Linked DNA regions of Sus scrofa: region 1 is linked to region 2. Evidence: chromatin contacts called from public HiChIP or PLAC-seq data. All regions are on one chromosome and are shown on one strand. The core of a region is the stretch at or near the end of the contact, and the rest is flanking DNA. Distances in the headings are between cores, read along the strand shown.

What was found. HiChIP or PLAC-seq counts read pairs in DNA pulled down with a chosen protein or histone mark.
Region 1: a contact with region 2 is called in an H3K27ac HiChIP or PLAC-seq map of alveolar macrophages. The contact joins the promoter of MAP3K11 here to the promoter of AP5B1 in region 2. A contact is called at or near these places in 1 of 5 promoter capture datasets (fetal liver), 4 of 47 Hi-C or Micro-C datasets (liver, mesenteric adipose tissue, skeletal muscle and 1 more) and 2 of 2 datasets of contacts at active chromatin or transcription factors (alveolar macrophages and skeletal muscle).

What each region holds. Positions count from the first base shown.
Region 1 is chr2:6,638,376-6,641,386 of Sscrofa11.1, forward strand. It overlaps MAP3K11 (mitogen-activated protein kinase kinase kinase 11), which reads left to right and starts at 1,686. Exons shown (of 11, transcript XM_021082851.1): 1 at 1,686-1,875; 2 at 2,601-3,011. It overlaps PCNX3 (pecanex-like protein 3), which reads right to left and starts at 1,558. Exons shown (of 34, transcript XM_021082830.1): 1 at 887-1,558; 2 at 338-525; 3 at 1-97. The coding sequence starts at 1,039.
Region 2 is chr2:6,537,452-6,540,297 of Sscrofa11.1, forward strand. It overlaps AP5B1 (AP-5 complex subunit beta-1), which reads left to right and starts at 1,333. Exons shown (of 3, transcript XM_021082823.1): 1 at 1,333-1,414. It overlaps OVOL1 (putative transcription factor Ovo-like 1), which reads right to left and starts at 1,541. Exons shown (of 4, transcript XM_003122528.4): 1 at 1,045-1,541. The coding sequence starts at 1,144.

The sequences.
Region 1 (3,011 bases), core at 436-2,935, 100 kb after region 2:
GACCTGGTTGAAGCCAAACACGGAATGCTGAGAGCTACAGCGTACAGGGGGTGTGGAACTCACTTTCCGAAATACTGTCATCTCCACTCCGGGGTCCCTAGCAGTGGAAAAGGAACATCAGCTTTGAGCTGCCCTTTTCTCTTCATACAGTTCGTCCTCCGCCATCCCCACTGCTTCTCCCTCCACAGGGATCCCCCTTACAAATCCAGGGCCAACACAAAGAACAACTGGCCGCTCGCTCATGAAGCCAAGGTTCCCTAAGCCCCTTCATTCTCCAATGCTCAGGCCCAGGCACCAAGACTCCGCCATTCCCAGCATAGGCCCTGCCCCCGCCTACCTGGGCAGACTGCTGTCCCCCTGGGCAGGCTCTTCCTCTGGGTCCCCCATGGTAGAGTTGCGCTTCTCCACAATCTCGCCCTGGTCGAACATAGCATGCAGCCGATAGTTCACAGTCTTGATGGTAGCGAAGATGACAGCCACCACAAGGCAGTACACACCAGCCACCATCAAGCTGGGGGGCAGGACCTGGGGGCGGCAGCAAGTCAGGTCCCTCTTCACACAGCCCTGTCCCTACCACCTACCACCACAGTCAGGACTAGGACACACAAATTCATTAAACTCCATCACGCCTGCCGGCTGCTAATACAAAGACCCTGCGAGGCAGCCCTATCTCCAGCATAACTGGAATGAGATTAAGTGAGATTCAAGGTCACCCAGGCCAGGGAAATTCTGGCCTCTCTTCCACACACTCCAGACTCCGCAGTGAATCCTCTTCCCACACCCCAGCGCCCCAGCCACAGCCCAGAATCCCTGCCAGGTTGCACCCCTTCGTGACATCTGCCCTCCCTTTCCCCGGCACGAGTTACAGGTGGCCGCAGCATCTCACCATATACAGCAAGAAAGGAAAGGTGAGCAGGAAGATCCAGACATAGAGATGGAAGCAGTTGGAGAAGGTGCTCTGGTGTGGGTCGAAGAACCAACCGCCGGTGAGCGAGGCCCACACCCCCTGGCGCAGGATCTGCAACACCTGCGACCCCATGGCCCCGCCGCTGCTGCGCGCGCCCCCCTCCCGGGACCCTCATGGGGGCGGCCCCCGGCCCATGCCCCGCCTGGCGCCCGAGGGCCCCGGGGCCCAACCTCGCGCTCACGCCATGGCCTCCCCCAGCGGGGGAGAGGGGTCGGTGGGGCGAGGGTGCGGGCAGGGGGCGGGGCCGGCCAGGGCAGTCAGTGGTGCGAGACCCAAGAGCCGGGGTGGAGCCGCATCAGGGGTGGGGTCCAGGCCCCCACCCCCGGCCCAGAACTGCTCCTAAGGGCCGGACCGGCGGGCAGGCGCAGGGCACGGGCCGGGCACCGGTCGGCGGCATCCAGAGGTGGGCGTGGGGTGGGTGCTCCGGGGGTGCAGACGACGGCTCCCACGGTTCCGGCCCGGGGAGAGCCCCGGGACCCTGAGGTCCACTTCCGGGGTCACAGGTCACTCGCTTTGGGCTCCGCGGTCGCCCCGCTTCTGCGGGAGCCGACCCAAGGGGGAGGCCGGAAGAAGGAGCCGCGAGCCGCCAACCTGCAGTGGCGCATGCGCCCGACGAGACCAGTTGGGACCCGGAAAAGGAAAACCTTTCGGCTCGAATGCGCAAGCGCAGGGAGGTGGTGGACCGATAAGAAGCGGGAGAGCCCGCTGGGCTTGCGCAGCTGAGGAAGGGACGATCCAAAAGGCACAAGTCCTTGAGCGCATGCGCACACCTAAGCGATGCCAACCTAGCCGCGATCACTGGGCGGAACGCGAGGGAAGAGTTACTAGAGGCGAGGAAAAGGATGGAGGCGTGGACACCCCTGGGGGCTAAAGCCACAGTTGTGCGCTACTGGAGCAAGCCCCTCTAGGTGCGCCCTTTTTAGCGCTGGACGTCAAACGTCACGAGCGGCCTCTACTTCCGGGTCAGAGCTCAAACTCAGAGTGTAGAGAGAACAGGCAGGACTAGTCGAAATAGGATAGTGTCGTTTTTCTTAAAGTGACAGGCTCAAGGCAAGGGGGTCCGTCGCGCGGTTGCGAGAGCGATTTAGCTATTCCAAGTGCCATCACTGGACAAATTTCAGGAGCACAGTCTCAGGTTTCCATCCCTTCTTGGGAAAGAGGCATGAATTGTTTCCCAGGTGAAGGGAAGCAGTAAATCTTAGACAACGCGTTCCAAGAGCTCCAAGTGCAGCCAGTTTCGTCCTCCATTCTTGCCTACCCCCACTGCCAGCTCTGCAAAGCGGAGCTCCTGGCCCCAGTTTCAGACATGAAGAGAATGAAGCGCAGAGAAAGGGTCACACGGCCCTGCAACTTCGGAGCCAAGACCACACTCGGGTTTGCCCCTCTTCCAAGCCAGGATCTTTCCCCCAGTTTTACAGATGCAGACGTAGAGGGCGGGGACGGTCCCTCCTTAGCAGAAACCAACCTCGACCTTAAACCTGTTGTCACGGGAGGTGGGGGCTACGGGCTACACTTCCTCTCCTTCTGCCTCTCATTGCCCGCCTACCCGGTAACTCCCAGACCAAATCGCCCTGCAGCCTCTGGGAGGGGAGCGGTGCTACCCGCCCGCGTCATCTGATGCTGTTTCCTGCAGGAGAGAGAACAGCGGAAAAAAGTGAAACTCCACCCTCCACCTCTGCCTCCCGCCCCCGGGGCCAAAGTACAAAGGGAGGAGGAAGAAGGGAACGGGGTTGGAGCCATCGGGTCGCGAGAGCTGAGCCAGGAAGAGGCAGCTCAACCTAGAGACACTCCAGCCACCCCCCTGCGCAGAGACCCAACGGGAGTCCAGGCACTGCCCCTCGCTGGCCCCACCTTTCACTTGGCGGGTGCTGGAGCTCGGCTCCCAGGACTGCTCTGGACTGAGGGACGCCCGGGCCCCTCTGTGCCGGCCATGGTGAGACATCGGAGGCCCTGGGGGTCCACCCCCCCAGCCTGACCACACTGCTTCCCTAGGTCGCCCTCCTCCGGAAGCCCGAGATGCGGTGGGCCGGGAGGCGACACTCCT
Region 2 (2,846 bases), core at 83-2,582:
GGTCAAAGTCGGTTGGTTAATTACAACCTCTCCCCCTCGGAGCCGGAGCCGCGGGGCAGGGTGTTCAGCACATCCCCCGCCCCACCCCCAAGGCCTGAGGAGGGGGAGTTCCGAGGGAAACTGGGCAGCTCCTGACCAAAGATTCTTTTGGGGGTTGGGGAGGACAGGACAGAAGGAGAAGGAGGAAGATGGAAACAACTGGGATTACTCATACAAGTTGATGCCGACGCTGTCAAAGCGTCTTCCGAAAATAACTGGGCACACCAGCTTCCACCCGGCCCGGCCCCCTGGCTGGGCGGTGGGCTCCTTAAAACCTCTTTTAGCTCAAACGTATCCTCTGTAAAGTTGAAAGAGATGCATTTCTAACAGGGCTAGTGGGGCGCAGCCGGGCGCCTGCCCTGCGGTCTCCACGCTCCCCACTGCCGGGAGCTCTCTGCTGGCGCGACCCTCACTGTGACCTTCTGGCCACCAAGGTTGGGGGTCAGAGAGATCAACGCAGGTGACTTCAGCTCTAGGCCTTCTCTTACATTTTGCACAAACCACGGCCGAAACTCCAGCTCGCTCCCTGCACCTCCCCAAAGTGGCATCGCTTCAGTGCCCTCCTCCCGCCTCATAAAAGTCCGGGGTTTCTGGATTTACGACGCGAGAGTTGGAGGGTCGCTTGAGTAGTGACACACCCCGTTGCCTCGCCTGTGCCACGGCGCGGGCCGGTGGCGGGGAGGGCAGCACCGCGCGGGCCCGCGCCCCTCGGACCCGCCTGCCCCCTGCCCGACCGCCTGGGAACCGCTGTCGTCCCGCACTTGGCGGCCCCCGCCCCCACCTGCCGGCTCCTTCCGCCGGCCCTGCCCTCCCCACCCCACCGCCCCCGGGGTTGGCCGCGCCGCGGGCTAACGGGGCCGCGGCCGCTTAAACATTAAATCGGGCGCCCCAGCTGCGCTGGCCGCCCGGCTCCGCGCCACTGCGCCCCGCACGCCGGCCCCCTCGTCGGGGCCCCGCCGCCCGTTCGGGGCGCGGGCCTCGGGGTGCACGGGCCCGGCGCCTCACCTGGTACGTAGATCTCGCCACGCTCCTCGTCGGGGAGCTCGCTCCAGTTCCGTTTGCACGTGGAGACGCACGGCTTCTTCACCAGAAACGCGCGGGGCATTTTTGAACCTTCCTCGCCGGGCACCGGCCGCTTCCGTAACTAGAGCCGGAGCCGTCCCACCTTTCCCGGGCCGGGCTGGCGGCGGCGGGCGGCGGCGGCGGGGAGGGGGGGGCAGGTCGGGAAAGGTGTCGCCGAAGCGTCCCGCGTTCCGCCGGGAGGACGTGCCTGGGACGGCGCGCGCCCGTTTCAACTCCGCGGAGCTGTCGCGGTCCTCCGTCCGAACGAGGTTGCCTTGCAGCCAGGTGCACCGGGCGGCGACGGAAGCGGCAGGTAAGCGTCTCCCGGCGCGACTGGCGTCCTCCGCGGCCCTCGGGAAGTCTTAAAGTGCGAGCCGGCCGGACGGGTTCACGCTTTATTGGCTCGCGGCGGTGTGTGTTGGTGGCTGGGGCGGGGAGGGGGGTGATCCGAGCTAATTAGCTTGGAGTGGCCTGGGAGGCGACGGCGCATGCGTTGGGAAATAACGGTGGCAACCCACCTATTTGTTACCTGTCGAACCGGTTTCCATTCCGCTGCCGGTGAGGTGGCCTCGCGGCCTGGGCGGGGTGGCGGGGTGGCCGGGCGGGGGCGGCGGGGGGGGGCAGGCGGAGGGCACCCAGCACCCCGCTGCCCTGCAGGACCTCCCAGCGGGAGTGCCAGCGCTCGTCAACCGGAGTTTCGGAGGGAACAGAGGAGGGGAGGGAGGGAGGGAGGGGCAGGGGCAACGTTACTTGGTGCTCGCAGGCTCCAAAGGGTGATGAAACTCGCCGGACTGGGCCCGGCGCGCCCCGGGCGCCTGGGGAGGCGCGAAGCCGTCGGGCGGGACTGGGCGGCCCGGTCCACACTTGTTGAACCGGGCCTGAGCCCAGGCGGCCCCGGGTCCCAAAGGCCTGGCTGAGCAATTCGTGGTTCAGCCCAGAGGTATTTGCTGGTCGCCGGCTCCGTGCGGAAAGGCACGCGGGGCCGCAGGAGCGCTCAGGCCGGCAGGCGGGCAGGCCCCGCCGCAATACGAAGCGGAGAGCGCCCGCCCGACCAGGGGCCGAGCCCTGCCGGGAGCCTGCCTTCTGGCGGGGTGAGTACGGAAGGCTTAGTGGAGGAAGGCGCGTTTAAACCGCTGAGTCCACCGTGATCCCCAAAGACCCCAGCGCTTTAGTCATGGGGGTTTGTACCCCCCACCAAAGTCCTCATCAGATTCCCAAATGGCCGGATATCAGGTACAGCAAGACTGGAGGTGAGCAGAGGACAGAGGACCCAACTTACTTGGCCTGGCTCCACAGAGCTCCTGCTTTACCCCCACAGCCCAGCCTCGGCTGAAGACCCCTCCCTCCAACCATTCACCGCCCACTGCGCAGTCCCCAGGCCCAGCCTCCTGGAGGGAGGTCCCGCCCACCACAGAAGCTGAGAAGTGCTTGGTGGCCTCCAGTGAGACACAGTAACTGAGTCTACAGCCACTAGGCTTCTCTTCCCAGCTGATCTGAAAAGGGCAGGGATGGGACCCCTTCCTCTTTTTAGCCCTCCTCCCTCCCACATGTGAAATAAACTAATATTTCAGAGTCACTGCTACACATTCCTGTCTCACGTATTAAATATTTGCTGGGACGGATTAGGAGGAAATGAATCTGGTAAATAAATTCACTCAGTTCAAAAGTCCGAGTCAAGGAGTTTCCATCGTGGCGCAATGGTTAACGAATCCGACTAGGAACCGTGAGGTTGTGGGTTCGATCCC